Linked DNA regions of Mus musculus: all the other regions are linked to region 4. Evidence: chromatin contacts called from public ChIA-PET, Hi-C and HiChIP or PLAC-seq data. All regions are on one chromosome and are shown on one strand. Each heading gives the region's core, a stretch centred on a gene start, on an enhancer-like site or on the middle of the called end of the contact. The rest is flanking DNA. Distances are from core to core; before and after follow the strand shown.

What was found. Hi-C and Micro-C count contacts between places; a contact is called where the count stands out from the background. ChIA-PET counts read pairs in DNA pulled down with a chosen protein or histone mark. HiChIP or PLAC-seq counts read pairs in DNA pulled down with a chosen protein or histone mark.
Region 1: a contact with region 4 is called in a Hi-C map of the HPC-7 cell line, with 2.1 times the contacts expected there. The contact joins two enhancer-like sites. A contact is called at or near these places in 8 of 484 Hi-C or Micro-C datasets (CD4 T cells, the HL-1 cell line, the HPC-7 cell line and 5 more) and 3 of 115 datasets of contacts at active chromatin or transcription factors (acute myeloid leukemia, astrocytes and embryonic stem cells).
Region 2: a contact with region 4 is called in an H3K27ac HiChIP or PLAC-seq map of trophoblast stem cells, with 11 times the contacts expected there. The contact joins two enhancer-like sites. A contact is called at or near these places in 9 of 484 Hi-C or Micro-C datasets (the HPC-5 cell line, cortical neurons, differentiating embryonic stem cells and 6 more), 9 of 115 datasets of contacts at active chromatin or transcription factors (the NIH/3T3 cell line, acute myeloid leukemia, a beta-TC-6 cell line and 6 more) and 4 of 9 other capture datasets (adipose tissue, embryonic stem cells, liver and 1 more).
Region 3: a contact with region 4 is called in an RNA polymerase II ChIA-PET map of memory CD8 T cells, with 5 times the contacts expected there. The contact joins two enhancer-like sites. A contact is called at or near these places in 5 of 484 Hi-C or Micro-C datasets (bone marrow-derived DN3 thymocytes, cerebellar granule neurons, cortical neurons and 2 more) and 3 of 115 datasets of contacts at active chromatin or transcription factors (astrocytes, memory CD8 T cells and neural tube).

The regions. Positions count from the first base shown.
Region 1 is chr3:28,617,003-28,623,438 of GRCm38.p6, reverse strand. It overlaps Tnik (TRAF2 and NCK interacting kinase), which reads right to left. Exons shown (of 33, transcript NM_026910.1): 19 at 2,341-2,504; 20 at 331-428. Among named protein-coding and RNA genes, the nearest start is that of Gm52603, 67 kb to the left of the region's middle. Within about 2 kb of position 1,483, at least 2 of the 459 cell types and tissues checked have an H3K27ac peak or open chromatin away from gene starts, as enhancers often do. A contact at or near this core is called in the HPC-7 cell line, where this site is marked.
Region 2 is chr3:28,521,695-28,528,152 of GRCm38.p6, reverse strand. The region is part of intron 4 of Tnik (TRAF2 and NCK interacting kinase); the gene reads right to left. Among named protein-coding and RNA genes, the nearest start is that of Mir466q, 100 kb to the right of the region's middle. Within about 2 kb of position 4,837, at least 79 of the 459 cell types and tissues checked have an H3K27ac peak or open chromatin away from gene starts, as enhancers often do. A contact at or near this core is called in neural progenitor cells and trophoblast stem cells, where this site is marked.
Region 3 is chr3:28,466,787-28,473,928 of GRCm38.p6, reverse strand. All of the region lies in intron 2 of Tnik (TRAF2 and NCK interacting kinase), which reads right to left. Among named protein-coding and RNA genes, the nearest start is that of Mir466q, 50 kb to the right of the region's middle. Within about 2 kb of position 5,743, at least 52 of the 459 cell types and tissues checked have an H3K27ac peak or open chromatin away from gene starts, as enhancers often do. A contact at or near this core is called in memory CD8 T cells and muscle stem cells, where this site is marked.
Region 4 is chr3:28,169,037-28,175,920 of GRCm38.p6, reverse strand. No RefSeq gene overlaps it. Among named protein-coding and RNA genes, the nearest start is that of Gm42196, 4.0 kb to the left of the region's middle. Within about 2 kb of position 4,485, at least 82 of the 459 cell types and tissues checked have an H3K27ac peak or open chromatin away from gene starts, as enhancers often do. A contact at or near this core is called in the HPC-7 cell line, memory CD8 T cells, muscle stem cells and 2 more, where this site is marked.

The DNA of each region.
Region 1 (6,436 bases), core at 234-2,733, 450 kb before region 4:
TAGGAACAGCCCAGGTTTCCTAACTGCTACTTTTAACATCTTTTCTTGTCAAAGTAATGAGCAAATATTGTGCGATGGTGTGAGCTAATTTCTTTCCTTCTTCCTAGAATGGTGATGAGCAACAAAAGCCCTCAGAGCAGAGGAAGCAGCCTAAAATCCACTCCGTACCTTCCTCGTCATGCATGACTGTCTTCTAGATGTGTTTAGCACACAGTGCTCTTATTCATCTCCCAACTTTTGCTTTGAGTCATAAAGGCAACCCTAACTACATCATCCTGGGATCCCCAGGTAAAGGAAGAGTTCCAAATCCGTAGAAAGAAAAGCACTCACAGCTGGCCGACTGGGCCGTGTGATGTCTCTGGATTCTTCTGGTTTCACCTTGGAAGGCTCATGGGGGAGCACGGGTGATCCTTCGGACTTACTGTTGGCTAGAGGAGAGAACAGGAACACAGCTATTAGAAAAGCCTGTCTCGCATTCTGAGGGAGTGACTAAGGAAAGCCAACTCACGAGGCAAACCTATATGTATCCATGGAAAAATAATAAATGCTCAGAAAACAGAGGTCGACAATGTAGGCCTGCCACCGAGAAGTCAACAGTAAAACTGAGACTCTTCAGCAAGCACTGTACTTGTCACTACCGTTTACCAAGAGCTTACTGTGTCTTAGGCACAACACCAAACGCTTATTCTGTCAATCACTGCCATTCATCCTTGCTCCCACATAGTACTATGGCTCCATGTTCTTAATCTCCTGATGAGTACAGACCCGAAGAATGACACACGTAGCCGTGAAGTGATGGACTTAGTTGGGAATCCTTCTGAATTTTGAATATCCTCTTAATCATTATTTCAAATGAGCTTCTAAATTAAAATTCTAGCCTTGTTTTCTTCTTTTATCTTCTATTCACCAGAACAGACTATTCTGATTGAAGTTTATGAGGAATAAAAGAGTTTTATTTGACGGCATGAGTCTTAAAAGGAGATCTGAGACGTGATCTGAGACCTTTAAGGAAGAAAGAGTGATGCGGGATCAGGGAGGTGCCGATTATAAAGGCCCAAGAAAATGGGTGTGGAGCAAGGGTGAGGGAGGTGGCCTGCAGCCACAGAGGCGCTGTGGTACTTAGGGCATAGGTAGAGCAGTCGGAAAGCTGAGGGTTTCTTGTTTGGCTTGAATCCCCAGGCAGAGATGAGTTGTAATCAGAAGTAGGGAATGCAGGAAAGCATGTGAGAATTAAGCCTGAGCTAGCTCAGAGAATTAAAGTGGTATGGGTAACACTGATCTTCTTTACAAAAACTCCATGAACATTAAAAAAAAAAAAAGTTGAGGGAACGGCAGTTGTCTGGGTCAGTGTCCCAGAGACACCTAGCACTCAGAGACAGGCCACCCATGTCAGGAACAGCAAGTCAGCTGTGGGACAATCTAAGTCTCAATGCTCAGTCATGGGTGTCACATGTTAAACCTCAAGCTTAAGAAAGTTGCATATACCGAGGTTTTACTTAACTGAAATGTAAATGATTAATAGAGGAGGTAAATTGTGGTTGTGCCTACTCAAGGGGCCATGGAGGAAATAGGGGCTTCCTTCAGGAAGAGTGGCTTATCATTAATATGTATCAAATTGTATTTCAGAAAGCCTAGAATTAATTACCTGTGAGCAAATTTATCTTCTGAAGAAGATGACTCAGAAGAGTGAATTTCAACTCGTTAGAACAGTGTTTTGCTAGGTATTAATTATACTATAGTCTTTCCATGGGCTTTTTTCATTACTGAAAACTGAGCGATGCAGAATGCTTTGAATTAAATATGAGGCTATATATTTTGCTTATCTAGTAGGAACATCCAGAAGAGTTGAACATGTGTCTTTAAGGCGAAGGTATTTCTTTCTCTCTTATGTACTTATTTTAAAATGGTTTTTAGGGAATTTCATCTTGAGAAATACCTAAGATTATAAAACATACTAGGACCCTGGAAGGGGTGTCTGGTGCCATGGAAACAAGACAGTGGGGCACGTGAGATTGAAAATGAGGAATCGAACAGAAATGGACATTTGGGAAACTGGATGGTTCCCAATATTTTGCAGTCACAAATATTTGGTAGTAAGGCCACTACATGGAGATTTGTCTGGAAATTGAAATTTTAGATAGATATATAGGATGGGTGGTCACACTCTGATGTCACATGCACAATTAGGGATGGTAGTCCAGTCCCTCAGGAGACACAAGCACGAGCCAGCAGATAATTTTCAGTATCATCTACCAGTGGCCACCCTGCTGCCAGAGTCAGACAGTAACCGTCTTTCTGCTCCGGCTTTCCTCCCGGGTGTGATAGAATGGAGTACTTTACCCCGCACTCTGGACCGCTCACTAGATCCTGCTTGGGAGCCAGGTTGAGAGCCTCCTTGGGAGCTGGGCTGGGAGCTGGGAGTGCTGGAGCTGGAGGAACTGCCACTGCTTGTCCGCTGCAGGGAACTCTCCAGGACTGGCTCTGTCCTGCGCAGATCAGGGTTGCTGCGGGCATGGGAGAATACAAGGGCTGCACGTCAACACGCAAGCAAACAAGGCACTCATTTAACAACTCAGTAGCAAGAGATAAATAAGACTTTAAATATAAGCTGTGAAGGACCTGGATAGACATTAAAAAGAAAAATGCAAAAAAAAAAAAAAGCCATATATAGGTACTCAGCAGCACCTTACATTATTAAAATGGTTTTCTTAAAAAGAGGAATGATAGTCAGTGCTACTGAGGGTGTTGAAAAAGGAAATCCTTGTACTCTGTTGGATGCAAATTAGCATATCCATGATGGAAAGTTTTATGGGGAGTCCTCCAATAATTATAAAAAGACCTATGATATGACCTGACAATTCTGCTTCTGGGTATGTATCTAGAGGAAGTGAGGTCTCTGTGTGAAAGAGATGGATCCAATCACTGTTGCACACTATCTGTAACAGCAAAATTCAGAATCGACGTATATCCACTGATGCACTAGCCGGTAAAGGAAATATCACATGGCTGTACATATGTAGCACATACATACTCTGTACATATGTCAAGCACATGAGAAGACATGCACTGCATGAATACCTTGTATATGGATAGGCACAACTCAGAGTCGCAGAGTGTACAATGTGGATCAGCAGCAGCTGATAGAGTTTGGTTTGGAAACAATGGGATGCAAGCAAAGAAAGGTTTCAGTTAGATAGGATGAGCAAGCTTTAGAAATTTGTTGTACACTCTGATGCCTTTACTTAATATGTATGCTTAAAGCAGGTCTCATTTTATAGAATACTGCAGTACCACAGCCAGGTTAAATCAGATCCTAAATGTTTTTGTTACAAAACCCAGTAACTGTTTAAGTTAAGTTATATGTATGTATGTGTGTATATATGTGTGTGTATCACATGGTACACATAAATACATGTAAATTTTATCTTGTATACATTAATAAGGTGGTTGTGGGGTAACAAGGGAACATGGAGGCCAGGCTTTCCTGGGGAGGGCATGGGATGAGCTTCACACTCAATTCTTGGGTCATCAGGCTGGAGCACTAGCTCTGAGATGAGGAGCCATGAGAGGAGGCCTTCCTTTAAACAGTGCCCCCAGTATTTATTGTAGAGAACTTGAAACCTATGAAAGGGGAAATATGAGGAAGAACCCATGCAATTCCCAAGCCAGAAAATAGTCAACTATATTTTACTATTTGGCAAATTATCAAATATTCAATTTTATTTCTTACTTTTTTTCTCCCTAACACTGTAGAGGAAAAACAGGTACTGTGAGCACTTTCTTATGCTTTGAAGAGTTCTGGCTGCAAAATAACCCATCATATGGACAAATTAGTCTGGTAATTCATTCTCCTATTAGTCATCCCAACACACTGCCTTGGCAAATAACAAAGAACCAGCCATCTATCTGCACACTGAAACTCAACTCTGTTTTTTATAGTATTGGAATTCTTGGTTGAAATGTCCTGAACTCTGTGAACAAACATATGTATGCAAATATATAAAGGTACTTTTCACTGTAGTCTATGTGATCATCTTTCTCTTTGAAATTTTGCTTGTCCACAAGTATATATGTGTGTGTGTGTGTGTGTGTGTGTGTGTGTGTGTGTGTGTGCAGAAGCAGGTGTCAGACTCCCTGAAGCTGGAGTTGCAGGTGGTTCTGGGTTCAGTGTAGATTCAACATCTACCTCATGTTGACCTTTATTGACCACAAAGAGCAGAATGCATCTTCTTAGTATTATCCTGGTAAGAATGGTCAGGCAGTTGAGATAGATCAGTGCCAGGATACAGTGCATGTGCTCTGTGACTCTAGCTAGGCACACAGTTCCTTTCCTTCCTGCTTAGCCTCCTCCAGTGAAACAGGATGACAGGCGAACATAGAGCTTGCCTACCTCCATCACCTGGACCTACATCAAATGAAGAGGAAAGGCCAGCAATTCTGGTTGCTGACATTTTTATGATTTTGTTAAACAACAACAACAACAAAAATAATGAACAGCACAGTTGTTTAAATAGAGCACCCATTGTCTCTACCACTTGCAAAATCTCTCATTCTCTACACTCTGAGAACATTGTTGTGAGTGGAGACATGCAGTGCTCTGGTTCAGACACAGTGAGGTGTTGTTTAAAATGTGTGATTTTGCTTCCATTTGATCTGGCTGGCTCAAGAGCATGGAGTGTGCACCAGGTTCTGGGCAATGTGTTGGGTGTTGGATGTGTCCCATATAGAGTTGACAATAACAGGGCCCTCATACTAAGACATCTGTAATCGTACTCTACCAATGGCCTGGCCACAAAATATCCAATGTTGTAAGCCAAAACAAACAAACAAACAAAAAAAAAACAGCATGCGACATAATCTTTTTTGTTTGTTGATTTTTAAAAAAGATAGCTTTCAAAAGCAATGAGCTTCATTGTGGTTCTACACACAGACTTTTAAACCACACATCTTACTTTGTAGTAATGTATTGGTACAACTCGTGGTTTAGTAGAAGTGACTAGCAACCATGGTTAACTTCACGGTGAACTTTATGTAAAAACAGTCATAGCTCACAATTCATTAATATTGATGATATAAATTTAGAATTTATGATAATATTACAGCATTTGTAGATGCTAAGTCAACTCAACAGTAAGGCCAACTTTAGAATGACTGTTGGTGAAGCTCATGAGAATCAAGAATTCTTTCTATAATAATGGCATTCTTTAATGGACAGTAACTATTCTTGTGGGAACTTTTTGTATCTAAGGGGTTGAAATAAATTTAGATCCCAAATGCAAGTACCCCTAAATTAGAAAAATACTTAAAATGATCAGAGTTTCTTTCCTAAGTATCTTATGTTATAAACGTGTTATTTTTCATAGAAAACAATCGTCTCTAGTCCTCAAATAATGACTTCTTCCCCTGCTCTCTTTTATCAAACAGTGGTGGTCAGGGAGTTATTAATAAGTTCTCAAATTATTTGTCATCAAACATATTACTAACCAAATAGTTTGTAAACTGAGAGGGGTAGATTTCATTAAAGTTACTTATTCTGTTCTGATTCTGTGGGATAATGATAATGTCACTCTCTTGGTTTTTAAGCAACTATTGATAGAAGTGTGGTGCTACATGCTTTAAAATGTTCTCTGCCGGGGCTGGGCTGCAGTGACAGTATTCAGGTACTTGATCTATTTAGCTTCCCTTTGATGCTTCAGTCAAAACCTTGTTAACTCACACATAAACTGAGCCTTGCATCAGGAAGAAGTTGAGAGAAGGTCGGGCCAGATGTACAGTCAAGTGACATCATCACCATGGCAATGAGATACAGGTTGTAGAGACAATAGTTAGCAGGTTGTAACCCTGAAAGCTATGTAAATAGCGACTGTAAATGCCATTGGTGTTTGGGGAAAATTCATGCACACTGAGGGATCATGGGTGGCGTTATATAGAAGTGAGACACACTGGGACTTGGTATAGTATCAGAACGGCTGGCATAGCCCTAGTGGAGACCAAAGCTGGTGTTTTTCTTGTGCGTATAGATGGATGTTAAGAAGAGCCATCAGGATAGATCATCAGGTCTGTGGTAAGAGACAGGGAGTGCAGATCAGAACAGAAGGGTGAGTTGGATGGTACTAGCTCTTAACGCTGTCTGCCTCCATCCTGGGCCCAGTGGGTGCCTAGCTAGGGGTAGAGGATGAATAGACAGAAGGCTGTGGGCATGTTAGGACCCTGGCTATTTACAGACCTGTCTGGGATGTGCTTTGATGAAGCTTGGAAAGCTTGCTCTTCTTCCTGTGTGAGACTAATTAGATCCCATGAGCACTTGATTCCTGACTTGGGCCTCATTAGCACAAGCCCTTTTCATGCCAGCTCACCATCCCAGGTGCTGAGTGTATTAAGTTGCTATTCTTACTGCTGCACACTGAAAGAAATACTTAGTGTCTGAGAAACCAAC
Region 2 (6,458 bases), core at 3,588-6,087, 350 kb before region 4:
GAGGTGTCACAGCACCCTCAAATATGAGTATAAAAAATGTTGATCAACTGGTACTCTCATACATTGCTATACAACACCATGCAGGAACTGTAGATTGTGAATTCTTCAGCAAATTAAAGATGAAGTCAACATAAAACTCAGTTGTTTTCCTTGAAGATTTTAACAAATAGTATCGAAAATTGATGTTTCACAACAGCCATAATAAGAGTATTCATAGCAGCAGTTCTTACAGAAGACAAAAGTTTGGGAACCAAAATTTCATCTACAAGTGAACACGTAGATTAATCAAACTGTGGTATGACCACACAATAGACTATGACTCAGCCATGGCAATAAATAACTGATACCACATAGATGGATTGTGAGGACATTATGCTAAATGAAAGGAGAAGAGACATAATTGGCCATGTAATATCTAATTCCATTCCCATGAAACAGATAAGCTAGAAGACTTTCTAGCAATGGAATACACGCTCAAAGTCTTCTGGGAAATGGAGCATGTGGAGCAGGAGGGAGTGGTGGATGGTGGATGGCGATGAATAATTTTGGAGCTAGGGAGTAGGGGTGCTTTGAACAGTACAATGCATACTCTGTTGCCTCTCAATTGCTATTTTAGAAGTAGCTAAAACTGAAGCCATCTAATACTATATGTATTTTAGCAGAATTTTAAAAAATGTTGCATTTGTTTCAATGCTCCAGTCGGGAAAGCAGAGGATAGTGTGGGCGGCAGGGATTAGACACTGGTGGGAGGCTGCCTGGTGCTAGATTGAGCACATGAGTGCTTCTCACATGGCTCCACTCTGGTGTACCTGGAAGCAACATTATGTAGAGAATCATGCTTCGGTTGGTGCCAGAGGATGGACCAAAACCATTCTGGGACACATGATCAAAGCATCTTCCCAAGCATGTCTATGTCCTTTCTCCCAATCACATTTTGGAAAAGACATAGTGTCAAGACCTCCCAGGGATGCATCAACAGTTCTCAAGTCATTGGGAGAAAATGTCCTACCATTGGGTCCTATTAGGCCACATAATTGCCGTCCCCAAAGAGAGCAGTGGAAGCCAGCAACTCCAGTCTTTCAAAATTAGATTGGACAAAATACTTTCAAATATTCAATAGGAAACACTCCAGCTCTAGGCAGGCACTAATGTTAGTGATTTCTATAATCTTGTTTCTCTATTCAGCTGCAGCTGAGGGCCGCTCCATTCTTTTCATCTCACTGAGGAACAAAATGATTGTTAAATTATGTAATGGGACTCTAAAGAAGGAAAGAAAGAAACTGAAAGAAACCAGAACTTGCCAGCAATGAGTTCCTACAGCCACACAGCAACACTGATAATTACTTCCACCACGCAGCAGGGACCTTCCCTCCCCATAAGTAGCCCCATCTCATTAATAAACAGACATAGGGCTCAACATGCCAAGCCTGACTAAGTGAGGCAAGTCAGGATCTCACATGGAGGATGCAATGGATCATTAGTATCTCCCAGGAAAGACAGCTTCCTCAGAGTTTACACTAAGTCAACAAGATACATCAGCACTTATTTAGAACTTAATATGCTGGGCACTTAACAGCTTGCTGATTTACAAACAAAACAAAAAGTAAACAAAAATCTTTTGCATGACTCTCATCTCAGTTTTCTTTTTATTGTCTTTGGCCTTACCCAGAGTGAATACTCATTAAGGCATAAAAAACATCATCTTAGTAACTTTGTGACCTAGACACTGCATTAGTTACATGACCTGTTACAAAAGCGTGTTGTCTTACAGTTCAAAGCCATAGCCTATCACAGTGAGTAAGGCGAAGTGTGAGAAGATCGGAGCAGCTGGTTACATTGTATCCATAGTGAGGAAGCAGAGGAAGATGAAGGCTTTTGTTCCGCTAGATTTCTGCCTTTTGTTCACTCTGGGACCCCAGCTCATGGAATTGTCTCACCATAGTGGATAAGTCTTTTATATCAAGGAACTTAATCAAGATAACCCTTCACAAACATAGCCAGAGGCTAGCCTAGTCTCGATAGTACATCACTGACTTGGCCAGAGGATTTGCTCTTGGGTGATTCTAGATCCTATTAACATTTGGTCTGTTTTTTCCTTCCAGTCCCATGCTTCCAGAAATAAGAGTCTCAAAATGTCAATTGGCCATACAGCTAGGCTTTTCTCTGACTAGACCATAACTTAAAATAACCCATTTATTCTAGTCTACATTCTACCATGTGGCTGGTTACATGTGTTCAGATACCATGCATCTGTCTCGTCCTCACATCTTTCAGGGTAAATCTCCCACTGGGCAGTATCCCAGAATCCTTTCTGCCTCCTGATATCCCACCTCCTATTTCTTGCCTAAGCTATAGGCCATCATATTTTTCTTAGCAGGGGTCATATCCATACAGACATACAATATTCTGTCAACAAGATCCTATCAAGTTGACACTAAATGATAACCGCCATAGACATGTTCCCTAGCCAGGACTATCCCATCTCCACTCTGGTTAAATTGCTATGAATAAGCATCGGGGACCAGGAAGATGGCTCAGGGTTTGAAGTGTTTGTCATGCAAATACAAGGACCTGAGTTCCACACACAGCACCCAGATAAAACTGGGTATGCAACCTGTACTTGTGAGAGCAGTACTGGGCAGGCAGAGACAGGAAGATCTCCAGAGCTTGTCAGCTCAATAGTGTAACCTAATTGGCAACCTAACTGGTTAGAATAAGAGATGCCCCAACCTTTACACACACACACACAGACGACACACACACACACACACAGACACACACACACACACAGACATTCAGACACACACACACACACACACACACACACACACACACACATGGATAGCTCCTGAGGAAAACACCAGAGGTTAACATCCAGCATACGAGTGCTAACACACACACATATGCAGGTACATTGCACAAAAAAAGAACATGCATATATATAAACCATAGACATACAGACCTGATGTGAACGTTAGTTTCACTAACAAATGGAAAGCTGCCAGTAACCAGAACCCTCAAATATATATAGCTGACTGCCTCTTAGCATGACCACTCTGTCCTAGAGGTCATGTTCAATTGCGTGGTAATGTCACCGGGCAGAAGGAGCTTGAAAGGCAATGGGCATAGGTGCTTCTAGGGCCTCTGATGAAACAGTGCCAAGTCATTTTGCTCAAGTTTGTACCACAAAACAAAGAGACAGTCTACCCTCCAGACAACGTGTTGTTCCAAGGAAGGAGGCAGTAATGGAAGTGTCAGACAGGATACTGAAAGAAATCAGAGATTTAAAAATCATCAGTATCCTCTGAACAACTGGGTCAGAAACTATTCCTACCACTTGGGAAGAAAGAAAGGAGGCTAAATTGAATTCGGTGAGAGAAGTGTGCTTAAGCAGATGGGGACTGGCTTGGGGCCTGAAGGATGGATTCTAAAAAGAGCATGGTATAATGTGAATAGATTATAAAAATAAATGCTTGGATTACTTGAATAACTATGTCTGTCTAAGTAAAAAAGGTTGTTTTCTAAGAACTGAGTCCTGACACATTTCGCAATTCACATGGTTGATTGCTATAGATTTTTGCCAGTTGTCTATTACTATGAAACACAATATTGTTTCTTTGCAGTGTTGAGGTAGAAATATTACTTAGTAATGGAGTTTATGAGAAGCTCTAGTTCCAACATCTCTCTCTCCCCCCTCTCATGCACACATACACAGGCATGTATACAAACACATATGCACATGCATATACACATATGTATTCACACATGCACACATATGCAAACACACACGTGTATAACTTTTGCCAAGAATGTGCTTTATTCTCCACCTCTCCTAGATATGACAGAAGCATGGAGTCAGCCCTGATTTCAGTCTTCTTCACATGGCACAGAGCATAGGTCTTGGCAGAGAACCATGAAGTCCAACCACTTCATTTTACAACCTCAGTGACTTCTGAAGGTCAATTCTGAGATAATTTTCCAGATCCCGAGAGAATTCAGTCACTCGTTAGTTAATCAGCTCTAAGTTCCTATAGAAAGGAACAAAGTCTCAAGATGGCATTTTAATGTTGTAGGTCCTAAGTCAGAATGTCTGGACAGGAGCCTGTCCTTCTAAGATGATGCCAGTCAGTCACCCACAAGAATAAGTGACAATAAGTGGATCCTTTCTCTTTAGTGGGAAAGAGAGGGTCAGGCAGCAGGGCTGGGAACAGGATCAAGGGGTTGAGTTCTCCCTAGGATGAACCAAACCTCTGAAGAGACTAAGAAAAGTTTAGAAGCAACTTCCAAGAAATCCCAGCCCTGTAAAAAATCAGCCTAGTGACCTTGGAGGTTTAGAAAGCTCCGGGAGGAACGTGGTATTTTTATCTTGTGTGGTTGGGAAGAGCCACAGATCCCATCTGCATGATTTATGAAGGTGTGAACCAAACTCAAAATTCAGCAGCTTTGAAAGAAGTTGCTTCATTTGCCAGGGGTCGTTTAAATCTCACAATAGGAAATGCCTCCATACAGAAACACAAAAGCAAACTGAACAGCCTTGCATATTCAACTTTAAATGAGCATGTATTGAGGTTTAAAAAGAAAAAAAATTAATTTTTATTTTTAGACTGGAGAATTCTCAAACAAAGTATAAGTTATGCAAAGATAAAAGGACTGCCAAGTGTCCCCCACGCTGTCCACGAGGTTGCGGGCAGGCTTTTGCTCTGCTAGTAACAAAGGCATTTTGAATAATCCGAGCCAACTGGTATTTTTAGCAAGCAAAGCCTGCCTACAGACCAAGATCATGGGCTATCAGTCATCCATGTCCAAGCAGAGCCAGTGTGACAGCATCCATTTCACAAGCAGCTATGTGCGAACTCCTGGGTAATTTCCTTAGCAGGAGTGACTCATCACATACATATGAGCTCCACAGATTCCAACAAAGGAATTAACCTAAAGGGGAGAAGAAACATAGGCTGTGATAACAGCCCAGCCAGTGAAGTGCTTGCCCTGCAAGCACAAGGAACCAGATCCCTGGCTCCCACAGAAATACACAGGCAGGGGATACTGGAGGACCAGAGACAGGCAGATCCCTGGGACTCGCTGGCCAGCCAGCCTAACGTAATGAGCAAGCTTTAGGCCAATGAGTGGTCTTGTCTCAAAACTTAAGCTGTATGGGTCTTGTGGAATAATTCTTGGAATTGTCCTCTGGCCTCCACATATACCCCACCATAAATACATACGTTTTTACACATACACACAAACACATACCCACACACAAATGCACATGCATACACAGAAATAGTAAGTATGTATAATTCTGCATCTCAAAATATTAAACTCAAACAGAAAAAAAAATAGGAATTAGGAGTAAGGTTTTAGCCAGGTTAAAGGTAGGGAAAGTCAGGCTGGGGAAATGTCTCACTTTTCAATAATGGCACTTGACAAGCAGGCAAGAGGATATGACTTCAAATACCTAACACCCATGTAGACCTTAGGCTGCATGTAACAATATAATCCAAGCATTGGGTCACAGTCAGATAGGTGGATCATGGGTAACCACAAGTCAGGCATCTTCATCAAAAGGAGCATTGAGTCTGGAGAATAGACTTTGTCTTTAAAATATAATGTGGAAAGTAGACTGAGGAAGATAGCTAATGCCTTCCTCTGGCTTCTGCATGGATGGTCATATGTAGATGGACACACACTCATACACACTCAGTGCTCCCCACCACAAACAGAAAAAAACAAAAACCAGAACAAAGCTAAAAATCATAGGCTTTGCAAATTCACGGTAGAGTACCTTGACAGCCGAAGGTCCTGAGAAGCAAGGTGTGGACAAGAACCTTAGGTCAATGTTAATCTAAACCGAGAGCCAGGAGCTTCACAATCAGTTTTGAATACAGACAAAGTCATTCTTTTGTTAAGGCAAAAACCAGTGTAAACAATTTAAATGAAAGTTCTTGGGATTACAAAAAAAATTAGGTTTTCCATCTTGTCAGCAGCCCCACCCCCCACCCCAGTTCATAAATCCTGCACTAAGGGCAAGGCAGCAGCCTCTGCTCAGAGCCGTTCTCCTGACCATTTTAGACTCCCACACTTACAAAGTCCCACCTTCTTGGATTTCTGCTCTCAAGTAATGAGATTCATTTGTTTCCCTAGGACAGTGACTTAGTGTATGTCTACAAAGGAAGTTCTCTACTCATAAAAGCAACAACCAGTGATGGAAATGAGTTTCTTTTCAAGGGGAAAGGCTCATTTTTTTTTTTTTTTTTTTAGATATTTACACAATATTTTCAGCATATTTATTAAAGATAGGATAAACAGCCAGAAATTATTTTTAGTACATATATTTAAGGTAAATAGCAATTTCATGTGATGTAGATTCCATCCATTTTATAGGGTTAGCCATTGAGAGTTATTTGAAACAAAAACATCATTTATTAATGAATCTGCTATCTTTCCCTCAAACCATATAATGT
Region 3 (7,142 bases), core at 4,494-6,993, 300 kb before region 4:
AAGAAGATAGAACACAGTTTGGAGGGCCATTGCAACACTTAATATTTTGTTACTTAAAAAATTATGTGTGTATACATAAGAACATGTATGAAGGTACTCAGAGAGGCTACAAGAGGGCATCAGATCACCTGGTACTGTAGTTACAGGTAGGCATGAGATGTCAGGGCTAAGGGCACAGGAAGGAAAGTCTTGCTTTCTCTCCTCCAGTCACTGTTTCCCCCTCCAAAGCTTCTTCAGGACATGTCCATGTGACCTAACTGTTGATAGTAGCTCAGGGTTGGGCATATAATAGGCACCAAGCAAATGACTAATTAGGACTCAAGACTTCCTTCTACTTAAACAGGAGAACTAGGAGTCACAGGGATCACGTGTAAAGGCAATTGTGGTTCAAAACAGGCTTGAGGGAGGCAGAGTGAAGAAGGGGATTGAAATAAAGCAGCAAGGGAACTGCATCTGGACACAGCACACCTGAGCATGACAGAAACCTTCCCTTTCAGCATTAACTTGTCTGCAGAGAAGTCAAGACAGAAGTGTATGCACCAGTAGAGGAGTGCCCCAACTCTGCTTTGCTCTCCTCATTCAGAAGGAGAGACACTGAATAAGAATCATCCCACCAGCAGGAGTGATGTTTTGCATATTAGACATTCACAATAGCAACTTGGCTGGGAGAGGGATGTTTGCTTAGATCCATCTGCCTATGATGGAAACATTCAATCTGGACTTTGTTAGAAGTAAAACCAGAAAGCAGGTCTAGGCTGTGTTGAGTCCTTTGATAGCATCTGAATTCCAGAGAGTGTGAACATTGGCTAGGATTTGACCAAGTAAGAAAGAAAAATTGGGAAATTTAGAAAATTTAAAGAGTGTTGGGTGGATGGGGGCATCTTATGTTTACTGCCCATGGTTTTCTTTGGGTAGAAGAAGCTGGTCTACTGAGTTTGGTGGCATAACTGGAGTCCATGGGAATAGGAAACATGACCTTGAGCAGCCCCTCTCCCAGGCCTGGTGAACCTGAGAAGGTCTTTGATCATAAGCACCTCACTCAGCATCTTTCTTCTACTCTTAGGGTTGGTTTGTCAGCTAAATCTAGCCCTCGACAAATGAGCATGGAAGCCCCATGTCATTCCTTGGTCACTTCAACCTATGTTTTCTATTCTGGATCACAGAGCTAAGCTATGCCAGAGCATAACTCTATAATCTCAGTGCTCAGGAGGCCAAGGCACAAGGAGCATGAGGTTGAGGCAAGCCTGGGCTACACTATAAGACCTAGTCTCAAAAAGAAGGGAAAGGAAGGGAGGAAGAGAAGTAGGGAGAGAGGCAGGCAGGCAGGCAAGGAGGGAGGGAGGAAGAATAAGTTAAGTTCTTTTCCCATAAAAAATAATAGAAGAAAATAGAAGATACCTTTTAGAAATTCTCTCAAATATAATAGCTAAGAACTTCCAGCTGGCTGTACCTCCAATATCCTAAGGTAAATTTTAATGATAAATTTGATTCTTTTTAAATGTATCCTCCTCAAAGGAGACCCTCATCAACTCACCATTCCCTTAAAGAAGCAAATAGACAAAACAAAGTTGAAAATCTTCAATTTTGGACAATTCCAAGGGTGATTTTAGTCCCTAGTGCTTCCAAACAACTCAGTAGGGCAGAAGCTGTAACTAGGTGGTCTACCATCATTTACATAAAAACAAAAAGAGTAATATGCACTTTTCATGTTTCTAGACAATGCCCAGAAGAGAAGCTACTTTTATTCTTTTTGATATTTTTTTAAAATATCTGCCTTTAATAGCAGTCAGTGTAAAACCACACAGTGGTTAAAGTCCTGAGAAGGAGAGATGGAGTTGTCAATTCTAAATGGGAACTCTTTACTGATGTCCCTTCCATAAGGCTCAGGGGACATCAAAGAAGAGGAGGCAGAGCGAACATAAGAAACAGAGCCTGCAGGTGGGGAGCCATGCTGTGAGATGCTGCCTTCTGAACAGGACATGACTGCAGAACTCAGGAATTCATAGCAGCTGTGGCTACCTGCACCAGATTAAGCCAATCAAGGTTCTAGTATAGATGAAGAGGATGCTCTCCAGTGCCACTGTACCCCACTTCTCACTGAGGAGCTGCAGTCAGCTGACAACTGGGAGAAGGAGGGAGATCTTATGTTTTCTCTAAGGTGTCCCTACTGGTAGACTTCCCATGCACCAATGGATGGCCCCACACCAGTGCAGTAATTAGAATTCCTGGGTGATTATTTTTTTAAGCTGAAATAGGGTGGGGTAATTATGGGGACACAAAAGTACATAGACAGATAAATGGAGGATAGAGAGGGTCATGTTGTACAAAGGTATAAAATTCTGAAAAATAAAAAAAATATCTTGAGAAAGTAATATGCAGAAAATGGGATCTGTGTCTTGAGTGTATTCAAATAAGCAAGGCCAATATGTTTGTTGTGGAGAATATGGGCATGGCTTTTGGATGGTGTTCTGAGAAGCAAAATAAATGATGATTTAGAACACAGATGAGTCATACAGCTTCTCCAAAGACTCAGAGACTGATGCTCAGCCCTAAACACGACATGGCAAAGCCACTTTCAATGTATCTGAAACACCTTGCCTCAGCCCAGCCTCCCAAGCCATCTATACCCACACCCTACTGCGCCTATTACAGATGTGCTGCTGCAGCAATGCATTCTATGGATGCCAATTCAATTCAGAAAGTAAAGGACTGACAGTCTCAGGAGAGACACCTAGCCATAAACCTCATGTGGGCAGAGAAAATATTAATCACCACTTTTAATGGGAAAATCACAGGTTCACATAAATCAAGAACATGCCTAAGGATCGTGACTCCCTACTTAACCCAATGAAATGGTGAATTTTGCAAGAGTCCTGTATGTGGTTAATGCTATTTTGTTAAAACTAAGTTTACATAGCTTAGTTCCAGCTAAGATTGCTTCAGAATCCTATGGTTAATTGTTTTGAGAACAGCCTGTTTTGCAAACACTGGATTGCACGTTTTAGTTGTTTTTCTAGTTAGTACCTAGACATCACCTGCTCAACAGATTTTTAAAACATCTTGCAGTGGCAAATTTCCAAAAAGGAAAAGGTCTTGCTAGGTAGCCAGCCAAGTGTCTATCTACCATACTGCTGCTCCAAAGGAGCTGAGACTAAACATGGTGTGCTCTAATGAGCCAGTAGACAACAGGAGTTCAAGCTGAAGTGCCAATGTCCTAGCAAAAGAGCGTCTCATACCATAGGCTCAAAACTGGAATGTGTGTTGTATGAATGTATGCATCTATGTATGTATGTATGTATGTATGTATGTATGTATGTATGTATGTATATATGTATGTATGTAGGTGTGTGTGTGTGTGTGTGTGTGTGTGTGTGTGTGTGTAGGGGTACTGTATGCACACATGTGAGTGCATGTGCATGCCAGAGGCCAATGCTGTGTTTCTTCTCAATTGCTCTTCCACCTTAATTTTTTGTGTATTTATTTTCACTCTATGTGCGTTGGTGTTTTGCCATCATGTATGTCTGTGTGAGGTTGTCTTGTCTTGGAGTTACAGACCATTGTGAGCTGCCATGTGGGTGCTGGGATTGGAACCTAGGTTCTCTGGATGCTGACATGCATGCTTTGGTCCTGATGCTTATGCAGCGAGCAGTTTACAAATTGAGGCACTTCTCCCAGCCTTAGCAAAATGGATGTTTTTATTTCCCATTTTTCAGATATGATGGCTGGCATTCAGCATTTCAGAGATATTGAGGGAGGGGACTAAAAAAGTCATCGTTTCAAAAAGGATTTTCAGTCCTTTCCAAGACCTCTATGGCTGTGAAATTTCCCTGTCTTTTGGAGTTACTGGCCCAGTATACACTGGTAACTGGTAGCATAGGGTGGGGTCCAGCCCCCGGGGGAACTAAGTGAAGGGGAGTAAAGTAGAATTATACAAATGCACCGAGACACAGTAAGACAGATGTTTACTAATATTGACACAGAAGACAAAAGAAGAGAGTTGAAGTTCCTAACTGGGCAAAAAGCAAAGTCTGTGTAGTGCTCAGGCTGGTGCCTATTCTGTGCATGGCTGTTCCAGGGCTTGCTTGAGACTTGCTTCTTCTTCGAGAGTTTATTTTGCATCTGCCTGATTCAGTATGTATAAAGACAGAAAGAAAACTGCCAGACATTCTTATACTATCAGACATTATTCAACAAATGGCCCCACCATTCCCAGAGCCAAGAGAAATTCTATCTAGCTAAGAAATGAAATAATGGAAACACAATCCATAAAGAAGATAATTAGGGCTGGAGAGGCTGGAGCTCAGTCCGTACACTGTTTGCCAAGCAAGCGTGAGGCCCTGAGTATGTGTCCCTCGCACCTGCATGAAAATAATAGAGTTGTAGTGTGTATCGTTAATGCTTGAGCTGGAGAGGTGGAGGTGGGACAAGAGGGAGCTGTCTCAAGAAACAAGGTAGACAGTACGTGAAGAACAGCACCCAAGGTTGACCTGTGGCCTTCATTTGCACGCCACATCACACACGCACATACACACACACACACACACACACACACACACACACACACCACACCACACAGTTGGGTATTTTTCTTTCTTTTTTCATGTATGTGTGTGTGTGTGTGTGTGTGTGTGTATAGTCACACAGAGTTACACCTAACCACATACACAATTTTAAAAACTTTCAAGGTCTCCCTTTAAAAACCATTAGCATTTGAACAACCTCAGTGATCTCCTCCAGGAATGGTAACACCATCCTTCCCTGATAGGAGTTGGGAGAGCATCTGTGTGTCAGATGTTCATACAATGGTTAATATCCTTGTTGCAGGAGCCCTCTGTTAACTGTGCTTCTATTTATCACAACACCGACCTTGAGCTGACTACCTGGAATGGAGAAGAACATTCAGATGGCAATTGGGGCATGCTAGACATGGCACATATGCCAGTACCCATTCCACTTACAAAATGTCCAGCTAAGGTTTCCAATAGCTGGGAATCTCCAGGGATACCAACTGGCTGTGTCACCCTCTCTGGAGGCATTAACTCTTCCTTCATCTTTGCCACCCATTTAAGCAGCAGCTGAGCTGGCACCATGAAATGGAGGCATTGCTACTCTTCCATCCTAACCTAGGCTCATCACGTTACACCAGCAGGGTGGATAGGACCCAGACTATAGACTGCTGAGGGGATACCTCCAAACATCTCTGACAACCACAAGCAATGGCTCCAGTTCTGGTTCCATGGCTGATGAATCTGATTCCCAAGGGAAGTGAGCCTGTTTGGGTTCCTGTACTCAGACTGTCCCTGGACACCACAGATGAATGCGTTTCCCTTATGCTTATATTCCAAGCATATTCTTCCGCTATTGTCTTCCTTTTTTTTTTCTTTTAAGCACAGCCATGATTGATATTTTTGTAATCTCATGAAGAATAATGGCAGCAAAATGAAAAGCATATGTGCTGTCTCCAGGAAGCCACGTGGGCAATAAAATATAGCTGAACCAAGGTTTGGTGGGTATAACTCTTAGTGTCCTTGGGAAACTAGAAGTGATTCTAAAAAATCTTTTGTGATTAATATTTTATTGAGAACTGTGGAGAAACAAAACAAAGAAAATGAACAATCCAGAAACCTTCAGCACCAATAAATAAGGATCCCTTAAAGACCAGTCTGGCTCACGAATGATGTTCTTACTGACAGGAGCAGCTGTCAGAGAGGAAGCGGCAATAGTGTTGTTCTCAGACACAGGAAGATGACTCACGTGTGGAGCCCTCTGGCTGGTTTCTGACTCCCCTCACCTATTTCCAAGGCCCCCTGTCCATCAAAGGAAGCTGAGCCAACAGGAAACCTGGATTCAAAATAACTACCTATAGCAACCGCACAAGCTATCTATGACACCATTAAAGGTGAGCCAAGTCTAGGCTTCTCTTGGCTGGGGTCAGCCAAGTGCCAAGTTACAACAGATTTCAAAGGAACTCCTTCCACCTCAGGCCCATTTATGGCTTCTCTCCACTTTTTTTTTTTTCCTAGGGAATCCATGCCTAGACATGTGCCCTTCTGCTGATTCAGCCTGGTTCTCAGGATTTCTCTTTCTGTTCTCTGGACTTTCTTGGGAACTCTGAGAGACTTGCCTATCTCCCTGGTATGGTTTCATGTAAAAACAATCAATGAAATGATCACAATCTCATTATGAGTTAATAATTACCTCTGTTTTCTCATTAGATGGTTTAGGAGCTTGGATGTTCTCTCTCCCTAGAAAAAAAGTAATTTACACAGCCACACGTGGGCACACTGACAAAAACTTGCCATTTGAGGTTGATTTCTCCTTTGGAATGTGTCATGGTGATCTATGTTAGTGACCATATATACACAGCTTATGGTCCTCAAATTGAGTGGCCATGTGCTTATAGAGAAGTGTGTGTATGTGTAGGAGGTGGTAAAGAAAGAACAGAGAGGGAAAGGAAGAGAATGAGGGAGGGAGGGAGAGATAGAGAGATAGACTATGGTACAGGGGCTTGCAGAATTAATGGCCTCTTTGTACTATGAGTTCTATGGAGCTAAATGGATCCACACTTCAGAAAACAAGAGAGTTAAACTTGGCTCACAGTGGTAGCTGTGCCATCTGGTTTCCAATGAGTTGTTTTTAGCTAAAATTTCAGTTAGATTCATTAAAACCTAAGACACTTTTGTGTTTGGTTTAAACAAATGGGCTCACACAGCCCATTTAGAAAGCTCAATAGAACTGCCTTCTATGTCTTTAGTGGGTAAAACACTTTACAAAATTCCTAGGGGTCAAATTGGATGTTTTTCCAAAGCCAAGTATTTAAAGATAATCTTGACAACTTCTCACCAAATAACTACACTTGCTGCTATTTTGCTGTCTTTGTTTTCAAATCTTTTCTGATACTGGGGGTTTATTTTACATAAGGTGTTTAAGGAAAAATCTAAGACCAATAAGAATAGATTACTTAAAAAGCTGACGAGTCATGCTTTACTGAGATCCAATCAGCTGTCCTTCCTTCTGCTTTCAAAGGCATGCAGAGTATATGCAAGACATTCTGGGAAGGGTAGAGACAGACACAGTAGGGAGAAGTTCATGGCTCACTTTAATGCTGGAGTGTGCAGCAATTAGCAAAGCCCCTGGCGCGG
Region 4 (6,884 bases), core at 3,236-5,735:
AGACAGAAATTTGTTAGAGAAAAACAATATCCTTGATTTTGATGGGAACATTTAGGAAAACAAGAGAAGGAAAGTCTTTCGTCTGCGTGTATGTGTGTATGTGTGTCTGTGTGTCTCTGTGTGTGTACATGCATTCACGTGCGTGGGCGTGCACACACAGCATTTGTGTATTCATTAATTCAACAACTATATGTTAGGGGTAGTGAGAAGGCTCAGTATAATGTCTGTCTGCATGCATGAGAATCTGAGTTCAGACCTCCAGCTCCCATGTGCAAACACATGCTTGCTCTCCCGGCAGTGGAGAGGAGGAGGAGGAGGCAAGAGGGTTTTTTAGGGCTTGTAGGCCAGTCAGTCTGCCCTAATAAGTGAAAGACCCTGTCTCAAAAAACAAGGTAGACAGTAACTGAGAAGGACACCCCAAATCAACCTCTGACCTTTACAGGTGCACATGCATATATATATATATGCACTCACAAACATGTACAGGCAAACACCACACACACATACACACACACACACACACACACACACACACACACACACCATTTATCAAGCTTCATCACAATGTGGAGCTCTATAGAAAAATGCAACAATAAAAATGGACAAATATCTGTCTTCCCCAAATCTAGTAGGGAAACATAGAAAGCGTGTTCACAAGCATATAATTAAAGACGAATCCTGTACAAATCTGTAGTTAGAAGGATCAAGAGAGACTGTGAAGCAGATGATATGGGAGGCAGACTTTGTAAATGTGGAAGGACTAGCATGAAGTAATCCTCGCTAGAGAAAACTGTATAAACAACTGGTGGAGTGAGAACACTGAGTCTGTGGCAAACTCAATGATCTGGTTTCAGGTGCTCAAAGGTAAGAATAAGAAAGGCTCAAGGCTGGGTTAGCGGTCAGGTGGGAGAGTGCCTACCCAGCATGCACAGAGTCGTGGCTTCAGTCCCCAAGCACCAATTGGACATGGAGTTAAGACCTGGAATCTCAGCACCCAGAAAGTAGAGGCTTCAGAAGTTCAAGGTCACCCTCAGCTACATAAGTAATTCCAAAGCACCTTATCAAAAAAGAAAGGAAGGAAGGGGGAGGAAAGAAGGAAGGAAGGAAGGAAGGAAGGAAGGATGGAAAGAAGGGAAGGAAGGAAGGAAGGAAGGAAGGAAGGAAGGAAGGAGGGAGGAAAGAAAGAAAGAAAGAAAGAAAGAAAGAAAGAAAGAAAGAAAGAAAGAAAGAAAGAAAGAAAGGAAGGAGGAGAAAAGAAGGAAGGAAGGAAGGAAGGAAGGAAGGAGGAGGAAAGAAGGAAGGAAGGAAGGAAGGAAGAAAAGAAAGAAAGAAAGAAAGAAAGAAAGAAAGAAAGAAGGGAGGGAGGGAGGGAGGGAGGGAGGGAGGGAAGGAAGGAAGGAAGGAAGGAAGGAAGAAAAGAAAGAAAGAAAGAAAGAAAGAAAGAAAGAAAGAAAGAAAGAAAGAAAGAAAGAAAGGGAAAGAAAGAGAGGAAGCAAAGAAAAGGAAAGAAAGAAAGGAAAAGAAAGAAAATAGTCAGGGCACAATATTTTCAGGGTTCTTAAATGTCAACTTAAGGAGTTGAGGTCTGTTCCAGAAGCTACACAATAGAAACCATCAAAGCAAAGAGTTAATGTGGTATGGAGGATGATGGGAGCTGGAAGAGAGACAGGGAGGGTCCTGGCACAGGGCAGACACGACAGAGATGGGTCCATTGAAAATCAAAGACAAAATATGCAGTTTCACAGCTAATTAGATGTAGACTCTCCTAGGTCCTTCACACCGTTCTGTGTACAGTAAATAACTGAGCCGTTTTGCCCCAGGTGTCTCAGATAGTGGCAGTTAAAAAACAAGAAAAGTAGCCTCCGATTCAATTGCAATGGTTGTAATTATTGCTTCCTCTACCCTTTCAGTCCCTGCTTCACACTTATGGCCACGCGGCAATGACATTCCCAGGTCACTGATTCTTAAGCTTTAGTGCATTAAAACCACCTGGAGGCTTTGTCATAACACAGGCTGTGATATTTTAAGAAATTGGATTTCTGGACTGGAGAGGCAGCTCACTTAGTAGCTCCTAGTTCCTCCCTAGGATTCTAGGAGACAAGATTTGTAACCCAGCACTGAATAGATTGAGTATGGTGGCACATGTCTGTAATCCCAGGACTTGAGAGGAACGGGCAAGAAAGGTTTAAAGTTTACCCTGGCTATATGTGATTCTCAGGCCATTCTGGGCTGCAGGCAGCTTTGTCTCAAAGAGGTAGGGAAGGAGGAGGGAAAAGAAAAGACTAGACTCTATTGGGTGTCTATGACAGTTCTCTACCTTCCTAATGCTGAGACAACTTAATATAGTTCCTCATGTTATGGAGACCCCCAATCATAATTTTTTTTTTCGAGACAGGGTTTCTTTGTATAGCCCTGGCTGTCCTGGAACTCACTTTGTAGACCAGGCTGGCCTCGAACTCAGACATCTGCCTGCCTCTATAAATGTTTTATTACTACTTCACTGCTATAGTTTTGCTTCTATTATAAATTGAAATGTAAGTATCTATGTTTTCTGATTATCTTAGGCAACCCCTGTGAAAGGGTCATTTGCCCCTAAAGGGGCTGAGGCCCACAGGTTGAGAACCGCTGGTCTCAGCAATGACGACGTGGCTGTTCTGTGGACTGAACGTGAAGTCCCGCTTCTGCAGGTCTCCTGTGGCCACCTTTGTAACTACGGGGCCGAACAGAAGCAGCAGAGGAAGCCACTGAGTCCAAGAACACTCTTCTTGTTCTTTGAACCGGCATTATTTGAGATGCCTGGAGCAAAGAGGCTCAGAGATTTATTTCCTGAACACAAAACATTATGGTGTAACTTTGTAATCACAGCTATCGTCAGGATCAAATCCTATCTCTGCCTGTTGTACTACTGACTAATTCCTCGAAGTCTCCAATCATTGCAGGTTATATTTATTATTCCTCACATATTATTTTATATTAATATCTGGATAATAATTACCACTGCATAGGGTTGTGAGGAACAGTCGTGGAAACCCATAGAAAGTACTTGGTTGTATGCCAAGATGCACATAAAATGAAATATGGAAATGTATATGATATTTATAAGAACTTTTTAATTGATAGAAGGTAAGGAAGGATTGATAATGCCAACATCTGCTGAGCTGAAGGTAAGAGGACCAAAGTTCAAAGTCAACCATCAGTTCTCCGAGTGAATTCAAGACAGCCTGGACCATGTGAGACTTAGACTAAACAAACAAATAAAACTCACGGAGATGTCACTCTTCCTATTTTCTGTTTGGTTTTGTTTAGCTTTTGTGACATTTTTTTCTTCTTGCCATCTTACCCTGTTTAGGTTGCTGTGACAGTGTACTGTACAGGGTTGACGATGCGGGCTGAGCAGTGGAGTGTCGGGCTAGCGCTGGCTTTCACCAGCAGCTCTGCAGAGAGGTGGCACGTCCCTGTGAGACTAGCAGTATGAGAACCAGTTCAAGGTCACTCTCAGTGACAAACATAATCATCTGTCCAAAAGAAAGAAAGAAAGAAAGAAAGAAAGAAAGAAAGAAAGAAAGAAAGAAAGAAAGAAAGAAAAGACAAAAAAGCATACCAGGGTCTACTGAGCCCCATGGAGCACTGTGTAGCCATACATGGTGAGTTTGGCTCCTTCCCTACACTAACCCTTCCGTGAGAGTGAAGTGGTCACCTCAGTCACCATCTGGTTTGTCAGCCCCTTGGGGACAACGAAGACCCCCAGGGGTGGTCATGACTTTGGATTAATCATTTTCTCTCCATAGCTCGTTACAAACATCAGCACGTTCAGTCTCAAAGAACATAGTAAGATTCGCTTTCCTGGCAACTTCCTGCTAGCTGGGACAGTGTCCGGAAGAGGGAAAGGAACAGATACCTGAACCCAGAGGGAGGAGGAGTCAGGGGGAGGATAGAAAGCTTCCTGTTTGGACTTTTGTGCCTATTTCCAACCTATTAGCATCGTTGTCTGTGGACCTTGAGGCTTTGGGTCTGGTCCTGAGGTTTTTACCAGTGCAACTGTCTGGGGCTTGTCCCCAGCAAAGAAGGCAGCAAGGAAGCATTTCTCTTTAACCAGATAAGTCTGGTGTCGCACCATCCACGAGGGACGCGGAAGGCAGGTACTCCTATAGGGAGGACCATCTCAGGTTGAGCCTGTGTCTTGGGAACTTGAATTCCCCACCCTGCAAAACGAGCTTGGAAATCAGATACCCCTTCCCCTCAGTTTGCTGCAGGGGGGATGGTGGAGGGAGCCTTGAAGAGAATGGGATGAGGTTTTCCTGCTGTGGGCTCCCCAAGTCAGACGTTGTCACGGGTTAGCAGAAAGAGCAGCGTTCCATTCATCCGAAGACAAGGGAAGTGGCTGTGTAAACCAGATATTGTTTCTTGTGGCAGGCACTGTCCTATGCATGGTAGGTATTTGGCAATAGCTCTCTTTTCTGCTTATTACACTTCCTCTTCCGGTGATTGCATAATCCAAAAATGTCTAGACGTTGCCAACAGCCCCCAGGGGGCGATAATCACGTGGCCTGAGACCTGCTGCTCTCTGGTGCGGTTCTCTGCTGGAATCACTCAAAGAACACTTGGTCCGTTCCCTGCTTCTAGAAAACACTAAAACTCCCCGTGAAAAGGTAATTTAGAGGAAGTAGAACACAGTCTCAAAACAGTAGGCACAGAAAGGCAGGTGGAAGCCGATGAAATAAAACCTTTTTTTTTCCAGGTAAGGAAAAGGAGACAGGAAGCTTGTGATATGCCTCAGGCCCAAAGATGAGTCAGAGGGAAATCAGGGAGGGTAAGAGGAGTATAGGGTCTGACCTTCAGTCAAAGAAAAACAGCTCCATCCTTCCCCCTTCCCTCCCCTCCTTCAGTTGGGATCTACGTGGGAACAAATGTCGGTTGTTTTAGAAGCTGGTGGAACGTTCAGAAATGTTTCCTTTAAATGAAGGGCAAAAGGCGGGGTCAGGGGGAGCGGAGAAAAGCTAGAATTGCTGACTTAAGAAATGTAGTTTACCTGGTCCACTGCTGCCACTGCCTCAGACCCTCCCGCTTGCCTGGCTGGCTGGCTGCATGGCTTCTCCTATTGGACAGACGAGGAGCTGGAGCTTCAGTCAGAAGGCTAGCAGTGAGGCTGGGGTCAGGCCTAGGGATTGTCCCCAGGAGCAGCTCCTCCTCTGGCCTTGCCCTGCCTCTGGACCATCCACAAAGCCAGACTCGGTCATATCATCCCCCTCTCTTCTCCCGTTTTTGAAACAGGATCTCCAGGAATTAGGCTGACCTGGAACTTGCTAAATAGATGAAGATGGACTTCCGATCCTCCTGCCTCCTGCTGGGATTCCAGGCCTTTGGCATCAAGTCCAGGCTATGGAGTGCTAGGACTCATCCACTAGGGGCTTTGTACACTAGGCAGGCACCCTACCAATGGAACTGCATCCCAGGTCCTCAGGGTGTTCTGTTCTCTAAGGGATCCCTTTTGTTTACCTCAAGGATAGTTAAAAGTCCTTGTCTGTAACAGCGGCACCCAGAGGTATCCCTCTCGGGGGTTTCCCTGGTCCCCTGCATTCTGATGGTGCAGAAAAAACTAACAGGAGATTGTTGCTTGACAATAAGTATCTCTCATTGGCTGTCTCAGGCCTCAGCACCTCCCTCTGGGCCTATCCCAGCAGGTGGGCTGGGGTGCAGGTGGGGCTCTCCATTCTGATCTTCTGGAAGAATGGCTTCCCCAAACCTCCTTGATAGGACACTTTTCTCCCTCCCTCTCTCCCTCTCTCCTTTCCTCCCTCCCTCCTTCATTCCTCCCTCCCTCTTCCCTCCTTCCCTCTCCTCTTCCTTCCTCCCTCTCTCATTCCTCTCTTCCTCCCTCCCTATCTTCCTCCTTCATTTCTTTCTTTCTTCCCTTCCTTCCTCCCTTCTCTCCCTTCTTTCCCTTCTTCCTTCCTTCATCCTTCCTTCATCCCATTTCTGTGTTCACAGTATGTGTGATGTGTCAGAGGGAGCCATTTTTCCAGACTCCTGATTTCTTTCTCACAAGCCCTAAATCACTTTTGGGCCTTTTGTTCTTTAAGACAGGGCCTTATGTAGCCCAGATTAGCCTCAGACTCACTGTGTAGCCAAAATGACCTTGAACTCTGATCCTCCTTCAGAAGGCTAGGATTATAGGCATGGACCACATGGCCACCTTTAAAAGAAAAAAATTAGTTTCGATATATTTGTTATGTTGAAAGAAAACTTATGTAATACATTTTAAAATTTTTTAACAAAGGAAAGATTTGCGGAAATAGCTGTTTTTCTCATTTCTCTGTGCTGAAATATTTTGTGCGTTCTTTGAGTATATAGGACTAATGTCTTGTGACACATGTGTCCCTAGAATGACCCAAAACAACAACAAATGACAATCTGTTTATTCTGAGCCCTATACTCTAGAACAGAAGCCATACCTTTTTATACAGGGAAAACTGTAGCCCAGAAAAATGAAGTGGGCTACTCAAGGTCACAGAACTAAAAAGGCAAAGCATTAAGCCATAACGGAGTAGGAGTATTTCAGTCTGAGGAGAACGATTTATGCTTTACATAAAATCCTGGTACCTATAGGCAGCTTGGGGAGAGCTAATGTTGGAATAGCCTGTGGTGAGATTCAGACCTGGGACAAATAACTGAGGTGCATAGTTTACATACCAAAGTGAACTTGGCCGCCAGGTTCTCTGGGCATCCCTCAGGCCCTACCTGTTACAGGGCATACATACTCTGCTCTCTGCCCTGAACTTTCCAGCTGAGGAGCTGGCTTACCCTCCCTCCCCCAGGAGCAAACATAAGTCCTTGAGTATGGATTTTAAGTGTGTGCTCCCAACCCTGCCCCACCCTCTCCTTTT